2 separate regions of the Gossypium hirsutum genome follow, and region 1 is linked to region 2. Evidence: chromatin contacts called from public Hi-C data. All regions are on one chromosome and are shown on one strand. The core of a region is the stretch at or near the end of the contact, and the rest is flanking DNA. Distances in the headings are between cores, read along the strand shown. Region 1 has its middle 9.4 kb from the start of LOC107892686. Region 2 holds the start of LOC107892040 (hypersensitive-induced response protein 4).

Region 1 (3,254 bases), core at 609-3,108, 87 kb before region 2:
GGAGGTAATAGAGTTTAATGGTAGAGTGACCACTTCGTATCTAAAACATAACATTTCAAATATAAGTGACTAAAATGTAATAGAGACAAATAAAAGTGACTACTTTTGTAGTTTACCCTTAAAATTTTGATCTTATATTTCTAGTATAATATACTTTCAGTTCTTACCTAAGTAAATTGGGATAAAATAGGTATACTAAGTTTAATGAAAGGACAAAATAGGTATGTTAAACTAGGATAATCTAGACTTAAAAGTATTATTAATTTTAAAGTGGTCAAAACAAAATTAGTATGAGGTAGTAAAGTTGGGAGTTACATATAAATTGATATTTTTCAATTAAATCATTGGTTTAATTACATTTGCTATTACAACATTTGGTTTTGTATAAAACCCCCATCTCTTTTCTTGGTAAAGAAAAGGAAGGATCATGCATGAAGAACAAGAGAACTAATGCGAGGATAGTGATGAGAACTAGTGGACTAAAAATAGTAAACGGTAGTTGTATATGGTCGACTGTGGCTATGATGTTGAAGGTCTCCCATTTTTTTAAATGAAAAAGGTCAATTTTTGAGTTTTTCTTTAAGATTTCGAGATGAAAGGAATTTAGTTCAACTGCACGAATTTATTTATTTTACATGTTTAATACACATTTTTTTTATAGTTTTCTTATTAGTGATCCATTTATCATTGCTTTCTCTATTTATTTATTAGAATATTAAATCATATTATTCATTTTTTTCTTTAATTCTATTTATGTTTATATTGGTGAAATTTTTCTTTAATATGATCTTTAATATATTATTTTATTTATCACATTTTAATTACCTATATTTATATATTATATATTTTCAACTCCTATTTAGAGTAAAATAGGGGTAAATTAGATTTTTCAATCAATTTTTTAATTTCAACTCCTATATAGAATAAGGGTAGATTAGACATTTTATTTAGAAATTGTTTTTACAATATTCCTAAAATTCTAAGTTTATTTTTCAATTTTTTCGATAAAATTTTACTTTTTTATTTAAAATTTAAAATTTATTTCATTTTTCAAATTAAACTCAAATAATTCATCTTTAGTAATTATCTACGAAACTTAAATTTCTTTTGATTATATAATCTTAAAATTTTCATGTTAAGCTAAGAGTAAAGAAAAATCCTTCAAATTAATTAATTTTATATTTCATACCAAATAAAACTCATAATTTTTGTCATCACTTCTTTACCCAAATGAAGAACAAATAATTAATTTAATTAATTACAAGTATTTTTGCTTTGGTTTTAGTTTAGGAATATTCAAGATTATATAACCAAAAGAACTTTTAGTTTCGTAAAAAATTATTAAAATGAGTTATTTGAGTTCTTTTCGTTAAGGATAATATGGAAACATAAAATAAAATATTAAAATTTAGAGGAGATTAAATTAATTAATTTCAATATTATAGTAACAAATCAGTTGACATTATCAATGGATAAAAAAATTTTCAACAATTTATGAATTTATTTTAATTTTTTGAAATTTAAAATTTTCAATATTAAAAAAGATATTTAGTATTTTCCGCAATGGGATAAACAAATACAATTTAACAATTTTGTGGCATCATTTCAACATCTACTACTTTTTACTTTAATTCTTGATTTTTTTACCCTAAATACTTAAAAAAAGATATTTTTTGGGTGACCAAAATGAAAATATAAATATGATGTGGCATGTACTATATGATAGAGATTTAATGCTTGAATGACTAAAATAAAAATGCCCTAAAAGTTAGGTGACGAAATTGCATGGAACACCCTAAAAGCTGGGTGACCAACTAAGTAATTTACCCACTAAATATGACAGCCCGACCCGTAAATCTATTTGGTGGAGCCTTCCAACTAAAAACCCTAACCCTAATAATAAAAGCCTCTGCCGCTACCGATCCCCTTGCATATCTTCTAAAAATATATTTACTCCGTTGGCTTTTGAGGAAAGAAGCAACCAAAGGCTGTTGCTTAACTTCTTTCACTTCATCCACTTCTTCCAGGTTTCCTTCTCTCTTTCCTTTTTATTTTCCTTGGTATTTTAATTTGATGTGTAAAATAGCTTGCTTTGGAATTGGGGTCAGATTAATGTGCAAAATAAGAAAGAACAGTGCTTTAGGTTTTCTTTATTCTGGGTTTTAGCTCCAGTTCACGGGATTGATCTTCAATCAAACAAGTAAAAACCCACAATTTTTGGGTTACAACCTTTTCCCATTTTCGCAACATTTCCTTTACTGTTTTAAAATGAAAATCATTGGATTGATCTACTTCAAAGAACCATTTTAGGCAACCATCCTTGACAATCCCCACCATCGAATTTGTGACACTCGGCCTTGGAGTATTTAGTCTGAATCCTAGAACCTACCAACATTTTTGGTAGCAACCGCAGTCCTGGATTTATTACTTTGTTGTTGTGGCAACTCACAATACAGTTTTCAGCTTTGACTCAAATTTAGCCATTCCTTTGATTGAGCCTTTCATCATCTGCATCTTTTAAACATATTTCTCATTTCAACCTCTGAACTTTTCTCCCATTTGCATTTCAGATTGCAGCTCGTTTTCAACTGCTCCTAGTTTTTTCAACCTTGGTGACAATCCTGTCAGCATCCTTTTTTCAATTAACCCATTTCCTTTTGAGTTCTAGTCAGACTGTTATCTCTTATGACATGTTTCAACTCAGAAATCGGTAAAGAAGAATGAGGACAAAGAAGAAAGAAAATAAGGGAGAACTGAAACTGAAGAGAGAATTTTGTGAGAAAATTGATGTGCATTTAATTGCCGTCACCCCTTGCAATATCGTTTATATATTGATATTTCTAGCTAAAAGCTGACTGAGTCTTAAGATTTTTAATTTTGTGAATTGCTTTTGGACGATAACCTTTTTATTTATTAGAAATTGATTGTACTGAACAGAACACAAAAGAAACTATGGCATACGCTGCAATGAAGCCGACCAAGCCTGGTTTGGAGGAGCCCCAAGAACAGATACACAAGATCAGAATCACTCTCTCCTCCAAGAATGTGAAAAACCTTGAGAAAGGTACCGATTTTTCTTATACCTCTATAATCTTGTTACTATCAAATTTTCCTTGTCTTAGCTAAATTTCATATAGTGATGAGTACTTTCTGGGGGCCTGATATGGATGAAATGGATAGACTAATCATCGGTTAGTCTAATGTCTATGTCTAATTGACAGTTTGTGCTGATCTGGTTCGTGGTGCCAAGGATA
Region 2 (3,246 bases), core at 160-2,659:
TGATTTTTTTCCCTTCTTGGTTTGATGTAGCTCTTAAGAGACTGAATGATGGATTCTTGTTTCAAAATAATCCGGGTCTATGTGGGTCTGGTTTTGCATCATTGAAAGTTTGTAATGATTCTGATCATATTAATCCAAGCAAACCTGAGGTGTATGGGTCAGGGGCAGCTGGTGTTACTAGAGAAATACCGGAGACGGCAAATCTTCAGTTACCTTGTGAGCAAAAACCCTGCTCGAAGCCATCAAAGTCTCAAAGGGGTCCTATTCTTGTTGCCCTGATTGTTGTCATAGTTGCATTATCAGTTATAGGACTCGTCACATTCATGCAATATCGTCGCCAGAAACAGAAGCTTAGTAGCTTATCTGAAGTTCCTGAAAACCGCCTTAGCACCAATCAAACCAAGGGGTTTAGTAAGAAGAACGGATCTCCACTCATTAGCCTTGAGTATGCTAATGGTTGGGATCCTTTGGCTGATGGCAGGAACTACAATGGCTTTGCCGAGAGCTTTAGGTTCAACTTAGAAGAGGTGGAGACAGCTACTCAGTACTTTTCGGAGTTAAATTTATTGGGGAAGAGTAACTTTTCCGCAACTTATAGAGGGTTTCTAAGGGATGGATCAGCTATTGCGATTAAAAGCATCGGCAAAACTAGTTGCAAATCAGATGACGCTGAGTTCTTGAGGGGACTGATTGTTTTGGCTTCATTGAAGCATGAAAATTTAGTGGGATTGAGAGGGTTCTGTTGTTCAAAGGCCCAGGGAGAGTGCTTTCTCATATATGATTTTGTCCCTAATGGGAATTTACTAAGCTATCTTGATGTCAAGGATGGTAATGGACAGGTCTTGGAATGGTCCACAAGAGTTTCCATTGTTAAAGGCATAGCCAAAGCTATAGCATATTTGCATGGTAACGAAGTAAACAAACCTGCCCTCGTTCACCAAAACATTTCAGCTCAAAAAGTGGTCATCGATGATCAGTTCAATCCTTTGCTCTCGGATTCGGGCTTGCACAACCTCCTTACCAATGATATCGTGTTTGCAACGCTCAAGGGCAGTGCTGCTATGGGTTACTTAGCTCCTGAATACACTAGTACAGGCCGGTTTACCGAGAAGAGTGATGTTTATGCATTTGGGGTCGTGGTTTTTCAAGTCCTTGGTGGGAAACGAAATGTGACTAGGTTGGTACGAGTTGGAGGTGAATGTTGTAGAATCCAAGATTTTATAGACTCAAACCTCCATGGTAGGTACTTGGAATATGAAGCAGCTAAACTTGCAAGAATTGCTTGGCATTGCACTCACGAGTGTCCTGTAGAAAGACCATCCATGGAAGCAGTGGTTCAAGATCTGGGCGTGTAGACTCGGTTTCAACTGGATTTTCATGTCAAGCTTTTTAAGTTTTTGGATATTTTGTGCTTTCATTGTCATGAGTGTTGTAACTTTGTAAACCCTTAATTTTATATTCATCTCCCTAGCTTTATGATGGCTCTTTGTGTTTGCTGGGATACTTTGGGTAAAGTCATGTGAAATTTACTTGTTTGATCAGAGTCTGGTGAGATATTCTGGTATGATATCTTCAGAGTACGAAAACAGAAGATAATAACCATTCCATATTATGGAGCGTTTTAGTAAATATACTTTATTTCTATTTTGTCTTTTCTGTACTTCAAAAATGCAATGGGTCAAGCAAAAGGTGATAATCGCCTACGTCAAGAAGCAACCCTGGCTGCTATCCAAATCCAATTAAAACCAACTTTTTTTCTCAAAATAAAAAAAATCACCACCAAGGAGGCGACACGAGAAGTCGAGAATCCAAATCCTTATCGTCGTCCGTCCACACCGAATCTCCTACTTTTCACCGTCTTAACTCGTAATCAAGAACCAAAGAATTCCGCCTTCTTTCATTTGATTTTAATTCTTTCTTTTTTGTTTCATCCGTTTTGTTTATTATCGATCGAGAAAAAAATGGGGAATACGTCTTGCATATTCTTTGCGTGCGTCGATCAGGCCAGTATCGGCGTGGTGGAGAGGTGGGGTCGTTTCGAGAAGTTGGCGGAGCCTGGCCTTCACTTATTTAACCCCTGCGCCGGTCAATGGCTCGCCGGCGTCCTTTCTACCCGAATCTCTTCTCTCGATGTCCGCATCGAGACCAAAACCAAGGTCAATTCCCTTATTAACCCCTTCCATCAATATGCCTAGCTACTCTATTTCTAATCAATTCATCATATGAATTTTATCAGTTCTTTTTTTTTTGTGTGTGTGTGTGTGTGTGCTTGTTTTGCGGGGAAATCGCCCAATTTTGAACAATATTTACATTGATATTGTTGCTCTACTAGCTGAAGATCAATGAGTATGAATATGAGAATGTTACATTTTGTAGGACAATGTTTTTGTTCAATTGGTTTGCTCCATTCAATACCGAGTGATGAAACGACATGCTGATGATGCATTCTATGAGCTGCAAAATCCCAAAGAACAGATCCAGGCTTTTGTGTTTGATGGTCATTTTCTTTGGCTTTCTTTATGCGTATCAGCCTATAATATTATGCTCCTTTTTTGGTAAACTAAAACCATTTATGCATCCCATTTCGTCTCACTTTTTTTCCCTTGTTGGTGGTAGTGGTTCGAGCTCTAGTTCCAAGGATGGATTTGGATGAACTCTTTGAACAAAAGGGTGAGGTTGCTAAAGCTGTGCTTGAGGAAATTGAGAAGGTAGTATAGTTCATTCATTTGCTATACCATTTATCCTTATGCACCAAATTACTCAAGAGTGCTTAAATTAAGTGCATAAGGCATACATGTATATATACATTCACATACATATATATTTGGTTGTAAAAACTGTTTAACGGGTAGACCGAAGAAGACCAATGATTATATAAGCATGTATATGTATAAAAGAGATAAATTTTGGTTGTAGAAACTGATGAGCTGGTAAATCAAAGAAGACTTTGATATGTCAGTCTTGAAAAAAGTACGATAGATGTCCTTGTACTAAGAGTCATGCATTTTGAGCAAATTAGTCCACATATATTGGATAAAAAAGCAAACTGATCTTTCTGTAAAAAATTTCATCCAGTTCTACAGTTAAAAAATGGTCCTTGTACATCAGTATCAGATACACATGACACGTCATGTGTTACTTTTTGGTTATTCCGTCAGCTATGCCAGTTTTTATCAGTACAAATGAATGAAATTTTCAACTGAAAGGAACAATTTGCCCTTTTGATTTAACGTATAGAGACTAATT

Evidence for each region. A called contact is a pair of places that touch in the nucleus more often than the background predicts.
Region 1: a contact with region 2 is called in a Hi-C map of leaf, with 2.4 times the contacts expected there. The contact joins the enhancer-like site here to the promoter of LOC107892040 in region 2. A contact is called at or near these places in 10 of 34 Hi-C or Micro-C datasets (callus, hypocotyl, leaf and 1 more).

What each region holds. Positions count from the first base shown.
Region 1 is chrD09:23,303,810-23,307,063 of Gossypium_hirsutum_v2.1, reverse strand. It overlaps the pseudogene LOC107892038. Among protein-coding and RNA genes, the nearest start is that of LOC107892686, 9.4 kb to the left of the region's middle. Within about 2 kb of position 1,858, at least 7 of the 9 cell types and tissues checked have an H3K27ac peak or open chromatin away from gene starts, as enhancers often do. A contact at or near this core is called in leaf, where this site is marked.
Region 2 is chrD09:23,216,740-23,219,985 of Gossypium_hirsutum_v2.1, reverse strand. It overlaps LOC107892040 (hypersensitive-induced response protein 4), which reads left to right and starts at 1,409. Exons shown (of 5, transcript XM_041101710.1): 1 at 1,409-2,156; 2 at 2,377-2,497; 3 at 2,617-2,708. The coding sequence starts at 1,674. LOC107892039 (somatic embryogenesis receptor kinase 1) reads left to right here. Exons shown (of 3, transcript XM_016817006.2): 3 at 31-1,481. The coding sequence ends at 1,355.